Regions from separate parts of the Rattus norvegicus genome. Here region 2 is linked to region 1. Evidence: chromatin contacts called from public Hi-C data. All regions are on one chromosome and are shown on one strand. Each heading gives the region's core, a stretch centred on a gene start, on an enhancer-like site or on the middle of the called end of the contact. The rest is flanking DNA. Distances are from core to core; before and after follow the strand shown.

Evidence for each region. Hi-C and Micro-C count contacts between places; a contact is called where the count stands out from the background.
Region 2: a Hi-C map of Schwann cells shows a contact between it and region 1, with 2.7 times the contacts expected there. The contact joins the promoter of Pinx1 here to the promoter of Mtmr9 in region 1. A contact is called at or near these places in 3 of 12 Hi-C or Micro-C datasets (the A7r5 cell line, Schwann cells and frontal cortex).

What each region holds. Positions count from the first base shown.
Region 1 is chr15:41,963,490-41,969,187 of GRCr8, forward strand. Mtmr9 (myotubularin related protein 9) reads right to left here and starts at 3,647. Exons shown (of 10, transcript NM_001005761.1): 1 at 3,225-3,647; 2 at 2,121-2,229. The coding sequence starts at 3,406.
Region 2 is chr15:42,271,440-42,277,137 of GRCr8, forward strand. It overlaps Pinx1 (PIN2/TERF1 interacting, telomerase inhibitor 1), which reads left to right and starts at 2,366. Exons shown (of 7, transcript NM_001083337.2): 1 at 2,366-2,515. The coding sequence starts at 2,497. It overlaps LOC102553493 (a long non-coding RNA gene), which reads right to left and starts at 2,279. Exons shown (of 3, transcript XR_005494046.2): 1 at 2,140-2,279; 2 at 1-1,158.

The DNA.
Region 1 (5,698 bases), core at 2,397-4,896:
AACAAAGTAGCAGTCAGCACCTAGGACCTGGTGATGATGGAGCCCTATTAATACAGGTAGGTCTCCAATGCCATGTCTCTACATGCAGCTAGTCTGACTGCAGCATCCACACTTCATCCTCTAACAAGGATGACACACACACCTACACTCAACAAGTGCTGCCTGAATTTAATAAGCACAGGACAGTCTGTGCCTAGTGAAATAATGTTTCCTGGCACAATTTAACAAAGCTCAATGAAATGTCCAAGAATTTCTGGGAACAGAACAAGAAGGTCTGGATTAGTAAAGTCTCAGCTAAAAATCTAGTAATTAACTACACTGTAAACTATTCAAAAGCTATGCCTGGGGTTGGGGATTTAGCTCAGTGGTAGAGCACTTGCCTAGCAAGTGCAAGGCCCTGGGTTCAGTCCCCAGCTCCGTAAAAAGAAAAGAAAAGAAGAAGAAGGGAAAAAAAGCTATGCCTGCTTGTCTCTATATAAAGGAATGTTCAACTCTGGCCAGCTGCCAAGTATCAGAAGCCTCAAGTTCCAGATCCCAGCTACATAGTAGTTAAGTCATATAGCTTCCCCTAAGTTTTGTTCAATGGAAGAAACTTTTCAGGCTTATTAGGAGTCCCCATGGAGATAAGGCATCTAATAGGCCAACAACATTACATGGTACATAATAAAACTGAGTTCTTACAAGACACACGCATGTGGAAGCTGTACCCACACTCGCTTCCTCCTTCCTAAAGGGATCTGCCAATTGGCGAGGCATCGTACTATCTCTATGCTACACTAGTTACACCCAACCAAAGTGAGCCCTAGGCATTCCTTTGTCCAAATAGTGGAACATTATCTCAGTTTGCTTTCTAATTCTTGTTGGGGAGTATAGCCAAGCCAAGATCACACTTCCAAGTGACAACTGTGTATGGCAGACTTTTCAACGTACACGTTCATTTCTACAAGCAGAACCTGGCAAAAGCAGAGAGGTTTGTATTCACTTCCTCAATAACACATCACCCGATCCTCTACTTCTTGTTTAAAGCCAAACCAAATTCTAATTATAGATTTAAGGCTTTCTCTCTTCTTTTAAGAGCTTAATCCACTTTTTTTTTAAAGAAAAATAAAGCCCAATAAGTCAGTTATACAGAAAGAAAACAAAATTATCTAGAAATCACTTTAAACAGAATCAGTTGATATAGCTGATATAATTTGGTGTTAGCAATTTAAAATGAGGCAATTTAAAAGTTGGGGTGTGTACCGAAATAGTTAGAAGGAGGAAAGGGAGTGTGAGGCCTTCATCAGAGCCCTTAAACTATCCAAGCAACGTTCCTATGTGTGGCCATTTGGACCAATGTTTCTATGTTTGACCAATGTCCAAAGCTCTTATACATGCATAAACAGACATGCCTCAGGTGGACTAGTGAAAACAAATGCACACTTGCAGATGTGCTAAAGTCACGGATGACAGCTGTTGGTGACAATCACTTGCTTTAGTCTATTACACAACACTGTGAATACACTTTTGACACAATGGTAAGCTGAGAAACGGTTATGACACTGAACTTTATGTGACATAGCTACTTCTATCACAAAGTCTCAGAATAAAAATGTTGCCATAGAAGGGCCCTCCAATGCAGCAACCACTTGCCAAGTATTATACTAAGCATTCTACATATGCCCACGAATGTAATCGTACAACACCCTAAAAGGCCCGTAAAGTTATTCTCGCTTTATGAGACACTGTGGGCTAACTGTGAGAGGTGAGGTACTTCATTCATGGGCCCGTGCTAACAGGACCCCACTACTACAACAATCACAGTATTAGGAGTACTGCTCAGAGTTCAAGGGTTCCAAAGATACACTAAACTCAGGAAGATCAATCACACCAGCTCACTGTAAAGCCCACTGACTGTAACAAGTCCACCATCTAGCTACATTGTATTTGTTTTAGTGGCTTAGAATTCCACATGGTATGTTCTTTCAAGAAAGCCACTGAAACACAAAAACAGTTCACAAACTGCCTTCATCAAGTATCAAGATTTGCAGAGTAAACGTGATTTTTCTCATGTGTCAAGGGCTGTACAGAATCAGAATATTGCCATTTTCCTATCAGAATTTTGCCTGCAAAATACTTACCTCGATGGAACTGGCTATATTTAAACACTCCTCCATTCCAGGAATATCCAACTGAATTATTCGGAAATCTTTACATTTTATGATAATAGTACCCAGAGAGCCCACAAATCTGTAAGAAATGACAAATCATGAGAATGGTAAGAAAACCAGTGAGGACAGTAGGTGAGAACCAGAACATGGAGAGCCAGGGATTCAGCCTTTATCATGCAGGCATGAGAGACCAGTGAATACACTTATGCCACAAAGAGTAGTAGCCTGCTGCTGGGATGGATGGATGGATGGCTGGCCTGCAACCTCTTCATCCAACACTATGACTTCAGATGGTCCTAAGGCATAATCTCTGTAGAAATCGTAACATCCAAAATATTTAATCAAGCAGTAGACAGTATGTTGTTACACACACTTCATAATGAATTATATAATTTGCCTTCTGCCTAGAGTACACAGGGTTCATAGGGACACCGACAAAGCAGAGAAACTAAGCGCAAATCAAAGTATATGTAACTGTTTGACTCTGAGGCACTCTTTTGCACAGGTAAAGAGTACAGAGTGGGAGGCTGACACCTTAATGATCTTTAAACCTTTAAAGGAGAATAAAATGCGCATATGGAAAAGTAATGCAGTGTACTCAGTTAAGAACTATAGCCAGGCATAGTGGCCCATACACACACAGCTGTAATTCCAGCACTTACTTGGGAGGCTGAGGCTGGAGAGTAGGAAGTTCAAGACTGGCCTGGGCTGAAAAGGGGTGAGCATGCCTATTTAAGAACGGCGGCGCGTTGGGGGCCGGAGGCAGGGGAGAATTAAATTGTATTTAATTACAACTTGGTAAAGTCAGATTGGCAACTAGCAATTCGAAAACTGGCAAGGAACATTCAAGAAATGTGATGAGAGAAATTTTTTTTACGGAGAACACTGAAAATACGACCGCTGCGACTCTGAGACCTTAGCCTGGAGATGCCAGGTAGCCAGTGCAGTTGGCTTTCAAATGTAGGCCACAGGAGGCTCATTTGGCTGGCTGAGCGAGGATGCCAAAAATAAAACACCTGAAAGCGTCTGTTCTGTTCCTGGCTCCTCACGGACCTGGGTGTGGTAGGCGCTCACCGTTTGTCAATGGCGTCGATATTTGAATGGAGGAGCCAGAGCTCCTCAGTGTTGTCCTGCCGGGAAGACAGGATCAGGTGGTGGCCCGTCAGACATAGGGTCCCTTCCACAGCGGGGTAGAAAGGCCGGTGCAGCACCACATTGTCCACCCGCGGGGTCTTAATCAGCTCCGCAAACTCCATGTCTCTAGCGGAGGGAGGCCTACTCCCGCAGACGCAGGGCGGTTAATCCGCAGACCTAGCGCCTCGGCTGGGCGGGTCCGGGAGGTCGAGCCCCGCCCCTATTGGGCGGGTGCGTTAAGGCCTGAGGGCACCGCCCTGGTCACTTCCCCGAGTCTCTTCGGCACCACTGGCCTGCACTCGGCGCAGAGAAGGCTTCACGCCAGGCCTTGCACTTTCTGCTGCCACCGGCCCCTGACCGGCGGGCTGCGGAGGAGACGGACCTGGTGTCGGGGTAGCATCCGAGCTCGAGCAGCTAGGGACTTCTGGCGGAAGTAGCTACTGGACGCTGCACCCGGCAGTAACTCCGTGCAGAATTAGAGGCACTCAAGACTCGGAAGACTTAGAAGCCGGACCGGAAGTTGGTCCTTTGTTAGATCCGGTGGAACACAGCCAGAAACAATGACTTTATGTTCCTACAACGGAGCGGGGGAAAAAAGAACTCTCATCATCTACGGGCGCAATCCTTGCCCTTCAAATACTCCTCATCGGAAAAGGCAGGACAAAAAGATGTCACTGACCTGCGGGGATCCGCTTGAGTGGTGTCCCTCAAGAGCTCTTCTGGGCGTTTGCTATAATTGGTGGTTATTATCAGGGATTGGTTACGAAGAGATGTCAAATGTAGGATCGAAGTAGTGGTTGTGATCGAGAAATAGCCTTCTAGTGTCTGGAAGGGACACGGGGCTCTATTCCTTAGACCCTTTGAGAACGCCATGATTTTAACCAAGAACAGCGTATTCTAAAAGGATGCAAAGAGAAACTTTTTAATCCTCGCCCTGTGAAGGACTCTAGTAACTGCAGAAACAGCTCAGTTAATCTGTAGCAAAGCCGGAAATCAAAGACCTTGCTAAGTATATTGGTCACGACTTCATAGCATCCCGGCTAAGTACAGTCTAGCTGAACTGCTCAAGGACAGTGCAATGACAGACTTTTGCTGTTGTAATTTCCCCCTTCTCGCTTTCCGTCTTTCTGCTTTATCCCAGAATAAGAATTATGTTTGAGTCCTGGCCTGCTCTTACTTTGTTAGCCGTGAAAATTCTCACCATGCAGTATCTAAGAACAGCGAGGTAGCTGACTTTCGAGTGTGCAAAGTGAAGCTGGTCAGACTGCACAGTGTTTGCCCTTGATTGTGTTCTGGTCTCTCCTAAAAATTTTCCCTTCTTAAATCACTCCTGCAATTCCAATTTATGTGCAAAAGAAAAACAACTAGCAACGAATGCTAAGGGAATGAGGCAAAGTAATGTGAAGGTATTTTCCAGACTGGATTTGTTCATTTTCTTCCTCATCTGACACATTATTTTAATTACAAATTGTGGAATCTAGAATTTACTTCTAATCTGAAAAATAATGGAAAATTTTTACAGAGAAAACATGAAAGTAAAACCTTGAAGATTAAGGTTCCCTGAATGGAAGATGTCCAAGGAAGAACTTAATGTCCAATTTAGTATATGTTAGAAGACAGAAATTCCCCAGAGATTCTATGGTCCTTCTGGTTTTCTTAAAAATAAATTATGAAACGTTATTATCATTCAGTTTTAAAAATATTTCATGTTCTATCATAAATTTGGGGTTTCTTTCTTTTTGCCAAGAGAAAAAAAAGATTCTGAGATGCATCTTCTGCGATGCTATAATGAAATGCCAGAAACTATTAGAAAATTGTATCGACTGTGATTTGAAGTTCAAAGCATAGAAAGTTCACCATCGCTGAGAAAACCAAACTTCAGTAGTTAGGAATAAAGCACGAGTGAACAGCAAGGAGCAGTTCCCCATGTAAGCAGTAGATGGCAGTAGAATTCAATGGCATATGCTTCTATTAAAGGGATATGCTATTAAAACAGTCCAATGATGTAGTGAAATATTAACTGTCCAAACAGTCAAGAAATAAGGGTTTCAGGGGTTCTGATAAGCCAAGAAGATAATGTAATTTATAATGTATACAAAGATTTACTCAAGGACTATAAAGATAGCTCAATGGGTGGCTTTGCATTCTATTGTGAAGGGACACCATGGCCACTGTAACTCTCATAAAGGGAAGCATTTAATTGGGGGTCACTTGCAGTTTCAGTGGTTTAGTCCATTTTCAGTAGCAGAACATAACAGCAAGCAATCAGACATAGTGTTGGAAAAGGAGCTGAGAGTTCTACATCTAGATCTGCAGGCAGCAAGAAGAGGTCCACTGGCTTGAGCATTTGAAAGCCCAAGTCCCATCCCCAGTGACACACTTCCTACAACAAGGCCGCACCTCCTAATCCTTTC
Region 2 (5,698 bases), core at 1,116-3,615, 310 kb after region 1:
CCTGGTTCCCAAAGACTGTCATGTTGCATTCCCAGAGCATGTGAGAGAGAAGGACATCTGGATTCTCTCTCTGAAAAGCACCAATCCCATCCTGAGGCTCCTCTTTCATGATCATGCACAGCCCCTCCCCCTTAAAGGCACCACCTCCTCATGCAATCTCCTTGGGGGTGAAGGTTTCAGCACAGGGGTCAATCTCATTATAGTGGGTCTGAGCTTCCTTGTCCCTGCCAGTTGAAGTTGTGGGAGGGACTACTGCCAGCAATTTCTGCAGCTACCAAGGTGAACTGCTGCCACACACCCCACCCCTAGGAGGTTACTGAGCTCTTGTCAGCACCTGGTCGTTTTGTGTAATGAAGAAGCATACTTTTCTGATGACAAGACAAGCAGTGATTGAGCCATTCTTTCCCTTTTCTGTCCTCCCTCTCCCTTCATCCATCTTTCTTTTTCTGTTTTGAACTGTGACCTCTGATGTTTCAAAAAAAGCCACCTCGATTCGGGAGTTCCGCTCAGCACAGTCTTTCTTCCTGGGAACAGCACACCCGGGCTAGTTACAGGAAAGAATAAGGCAACCCCTTGCTCAGTCAAGTTCAGGCTACACATGGATGAGTTCCGAGCTCCATTAGCCAATATTAATAATGACAGAGGAATGACAACGTAAGGCACAAATGAATCATGTTAACCTGCTCTCTTCCTGGAGAATCAATCAGGATTTAGCAGAGAGCAGGAGTTTCACTCTCACAGCAACAGAATATTTTTACATAATGCATGCTAAACTTTCTCACAGACTGTCTCAGGAACTATTCCTGTTACTTCTTACCTCTACAATGATTAATTAAATTATTAGCTTACTTTTTTTTAATTACCAAGAATAGTTTCTGCTCTAGCCAAAGCCAGAATAGAAAGGAGTTCCCTACATGCCCTAATAAACTTGCTTCAGACTCCAGGGCTGCATGGCTTCCATACTTTCTTTTCTGTCCTCTCCATACTTGCTCCTCCAACTCTTCTCAAACTGCAGTTAATGGACAGTAGAAGTTTACAATGCTCCCCAAAGACGTCTTCAGACAAATGACAAAGACTTTCAAAGGTAGCTGATGCTGTGATCCAAGAACACTCGCTGGGAATGCTCTCATTGGTCACTCCTCCTTGTCCTGTAAAGAACTTTTAGAGGAGTGAGGTCAAAGCTGGTATCCTCACTGAATGTGAGAAAATGCTCCTGTGTGCCCTTCTGGCTGCTGTACCTGGCCTTAGTGATCCAGATTAGGAAACGTGGCCCAGGGAAACGGAAATCTGGAAAGGATTTGGGGCAAAGCTCAGATGTCCTAAGCGGGTGATTTGGTCAGACTCAGCCTCATCACCACACAGTCACATTACTGCCTCTTCTTTCTTGTTAATAATTCGTGGTCAAGCACACAATCATTCTTGGCTGGGTGCTCTCATCTTACAGGTAGGTAAGTGACAGTCATGCCTGATTCTCAGGTCTGTCCACTCCCAACCCCGAGCTCTTCCTCCAACACAGCCATATTTTACCAGCACACCGCATCCTAGAAGGGTTGCACTGACTGCCATGGGGGTCTACATGGAATCTTGTTGGGTCTGGTGAAAAGTGGATGTTACCTTCCATAAAAAGACAAAACGAGGAAGAAGAGCCTCTGGAAGGTCAGGGCACTGGCCAGTGCTGAAGGCACAGCTACAACAAAGATTTGAGGAAAGCTAAGGTCTAGATTGGAAGCCAAAGCCTTGACAAAGAAAGGGACGTTGAAGGAAGAGGCTGGGGCCGGGGGTTGGGGGGAGGCAAGTAAACAGCTTGGGAAATTGCTGAGGTCACACAAATGGAGGAGAAAGGTCAGCAAAAAGAGGGCAACAGAATGTGTCAGGATGCATTCAGCAAATGCCAGGTATAGCATGTTGAGCGATGGAATTGGGAAAGGCCTTTGGGATTTAAGTCTGTCACAGCGAACACCACGGAAGAGTTAACATTTCTCGACCGTTAAGAACAAAAATCTGGTGTTTCGTTTGACTTTGACAGCTACGTGGCTGTTTCTGCCTTCTCTCCCTCCCTCCCTCCCTCCTCTCTCAGCATCCCCAATGAGAAGAGGTAGAGTGTGAGGAAAGTGGGCCCCCGCTCCACAGTGCCAATACCTTCTTCTTTGGCCATCTCGCCAGCTCTTTGAAGGTACCTATGGTTCACAGAACCCCGAACAACTTTAAGGTTGCTTGCATATCCGCTTTCTGCGTTAAACTGCGAACTGCTTGAGTCCAACGAGAGCTCTGCCCCAGCCCTAGAATGAATTTGTGTACCAGTCCCGCAAGGTGGGTCGGCCCCTCGGCTTTACGTAGTCCGTGGCGAGTCGCGCTTGGTGACGTCAGTAGTATGCGCCCCAGTGAAACTCTTGGACCCGGCGTGCTCTGTGAGCCGGCTTCTTCCCTAACTGCACTTCAGGCTCCTCATAACCGCTGGGCGCCAGACCAGAGGCAGCGCTCGACAGACTTGCGACAATGTCGATGCTAGCGGAGCGTGAGTGTCCGCCAAGCTGGACGACCGGGTGAAGGGGTGATGGGAGTGCGGGTATCCGGGCCCGACTGGGGACAGCAGTGACTGCCGGGCCCGCGAGGGACAGATCATCTATGTCCCGCAGACTCGCTTCTTGGAACTAAAAGCTTGGGCCGTGCGCGCACGCGTGGCGTTCCGACATTCAGGACACCGGGTCTCAGACTGTTGTCCCTTGCGCTGGGCATCGTGGCCAGCTGGAGGAATCTTTCACTTCTCGGGCTCAAAACAGCATCCTGGGGTTCCACAAAGACAGGTCCCATAGCATCACTTCAGGCCACGAATCCCAACTGTCCAAAATGTATTAGACCCAGAGAAGAAAAACAGAAGGATTACAGGTGTCAGGCAGTGATAAATCTCTGGCGGGAGTGCAGGCTGATGAATGGTTCTAAGCGAGAGAGAGAGAGAGAGAGAGAGAGAGAGAGAGAGAGAGAGAGAGAGAGAGAGAGAGAGAGGGAGGGAGGGAGGGAGGGAGGGAGGGAGGGAGGGAGGGAGGGAGGGAGGGAGGGAGACAGAGACAGAGACAGAGAGAGAGAGAGAGAGAGTGAGAGAGAGAACGAAAACGAAGTGCACTCTGAAGTGCACTAATTCCCTCCCCAGAAGCTACTTTACTTCTAAAAGAGACGACATGTAGCTATGGATTCTTGCCACCAGTTGGCAGTCGTGTGATGATCACCAAAAGCTGGCTTTTAACTTTTCCTGGAAGTTGTGTAGCTATCAAAGAACATAAACAAATTATTTCCTTTTTAAAAGATAATTGTGTCATTTTAGAACAAAGTATGTTTTAGTGGAGCACACTGCACATCCTGCAGGCAGCTCAATAGGTTATAGACTGAAAACTGCCCTTTCTAGGTAGATCCCTCTTCCTGGCAGTTCACCTGGTCTCTACTTCCATGAAAATGAACTAGTCTCCGCCTCAGCCAGGCTTAAAAATCTTAGTGAGGTGATTGCATGAACACAGTTTGGAATGTCAATGGTAGACAGGGCTGAACAAGTGACCTGGCAGCCAGTTCCTTACCCAGCATGGCAGTGCATCTTGTGTAAGTATGTGGCAGAGATGCATTTCTTAGGGGAAAGGTGGGCTCCTTACAAACCTTGCTCACCAACCCTTGGCAGGCATTCTCCAGACATGGGTCTGACACACACTTGTAGAACACTGGTTAATATGGCTCTCTTTGCTGTGTGCATGAGCAAGACAGTGTTGTGCTGAGTATATACCAGGTTGTTGAGCTGGGTGGATTGGCTTTTTCCCCCAGGCATAGCACTGCAAACTTGAGTCCAATTCAGTTTGCTTTGTTTTTGTTTTCCTGCCTGCATGCTTGTAAAGGGTTTTGTGGTTTTGCTGGGGTATGCATGCATAAAGATCCCTATTGATTTTACATTAACACAGTGAGCTCTTTTGACTGGAGGTTGTGTTATTTTTCAGTTTTGAGGCCATTGATGTTAGTGTGCTTAGATGAATGCCAGCGATAAAGTTGAGCTCTTAGGGATCACTTATGTAGGTTCATTTCAGAGAAAGCTTCCTGCGACACCAGGGCAGTTCCCTTATTTCAGCTATTCACTCCTTCCTCCTGTCTTCCTTTACTTCTCTCCTTCCTCACTCCTTCATGTCTCCATGCACTGTTATCAGGTGCCACTATGGACAGAGTGCTTTTTATCTTCCTCCTGAATGAAGTGTAAGGATGAAGGACTGAGTATGACATGTAAGGGGTGTGGAGGGACAGGACTCATGAGGAGGGGTATAAACACCACAGTGCAGTGGGGTGTGAAGTACCACAGATGGTTCCCGAGGCTGAGTGAATCCATTATGGTGTTGAATAAGAAGGGAGGTACCCTCATGATGTCCAGTTGACTCTCCCTAGGTCATAGTGACTTATGTATTGTGAATTAAGAATATAAGTTGGGCTGGAGAGATGGCTCAGCGGTTAAGAGCACCCGACTGCTCTTCCAGAGGTCCTGAGTTCAATTCCCAGCAACCACATGGTGGCTCACAACCATCTGTAAAGAGATCCGATGCCCTCTTCTGGTGTGTCTGAAGACAGCTACAGTGTACTTACATATAATAAATGAATAAATCTTTTTAAAAAAAAGAATATAAGTTGATCTGGGCATGGCAGTACACACCATTAATGTCAGTACTTGGGAGGTAGAGGCAGTAGGATCAGAAGTTGAAGGTCATCTTTAGCTATGTAGCAATTTTTTTTTAGTTGAAAAAAATTTTATTTTATGTGCATTGATGTTTTGCCTGTATGAGGGTGTCAAATCCTCTGGAACTATAGTTACAGTTTTGAGCTGCCATATGGGTACTGGGAATTGAACCCTGGTCCTCTGGAATAACACACAGTACTCTTAACTGCTAAACCATCTCTCCAGCCCACTACATAGCAAATTTCAGGTTAACTTGGGTGCTACGTGAGTCTCCATCTTAACAGTGCCTTAAATAGTAAATGTTGACATTTGTGAGACTTTGGTTTGTATAAAAGGTTTGGTCTTTACTTGGGGACATCAGGCAGATTTTATTCTCCCAGACTCAGGTTTTCTTTCTCTCTCTCTCTCTCTCTCTCTCTCTCTCTCTCTCTCTCTCTCTCCCTTTCTTCCTTCCTTTCTTTCTTTCTTTTAACTTTTTATTGATTCTTAGTGAGTTTCACATCACACATCCCAGTTCTTCCTGCTCATCTCCTGTCCCCTCATATACCCCCTTTGCCCTTGCGACCTCCCCCCACAATATAAAACACACACAAACAACAAAAGCAAAGCAAAGCAAACATCTCATTGTGGAAGCAGTAGTGTGTCACATTGTATTCCCAGTGTATCTCACTGTCCACACATCTTCACTTGCAAATGTTCACTGCAATGAGTCAGGGGTCTGGTTCTAGATCTCTGGTTTCTGTGACACCATCAAAACTTGATCCTTATCGGACTTCTCCTGGTTATCCTGTTGTTGCCCTGTGTCATGGAGATCCTGCAGCCTTGAATGGTCCCAACTATTCACAGATGATAAAGATTTTGAACCAAATTCAGAGCCCTGGATATGGGTCGGGCAGGTAGCTGAGCTGGTCAGCTTGGCTTTCACTTACCCACACCACCAGGGCAGGTGAGCTCCCCAGCACTGCTCCAGCCTATCCAATGCCGCCAGTCATCAGGAGGCAG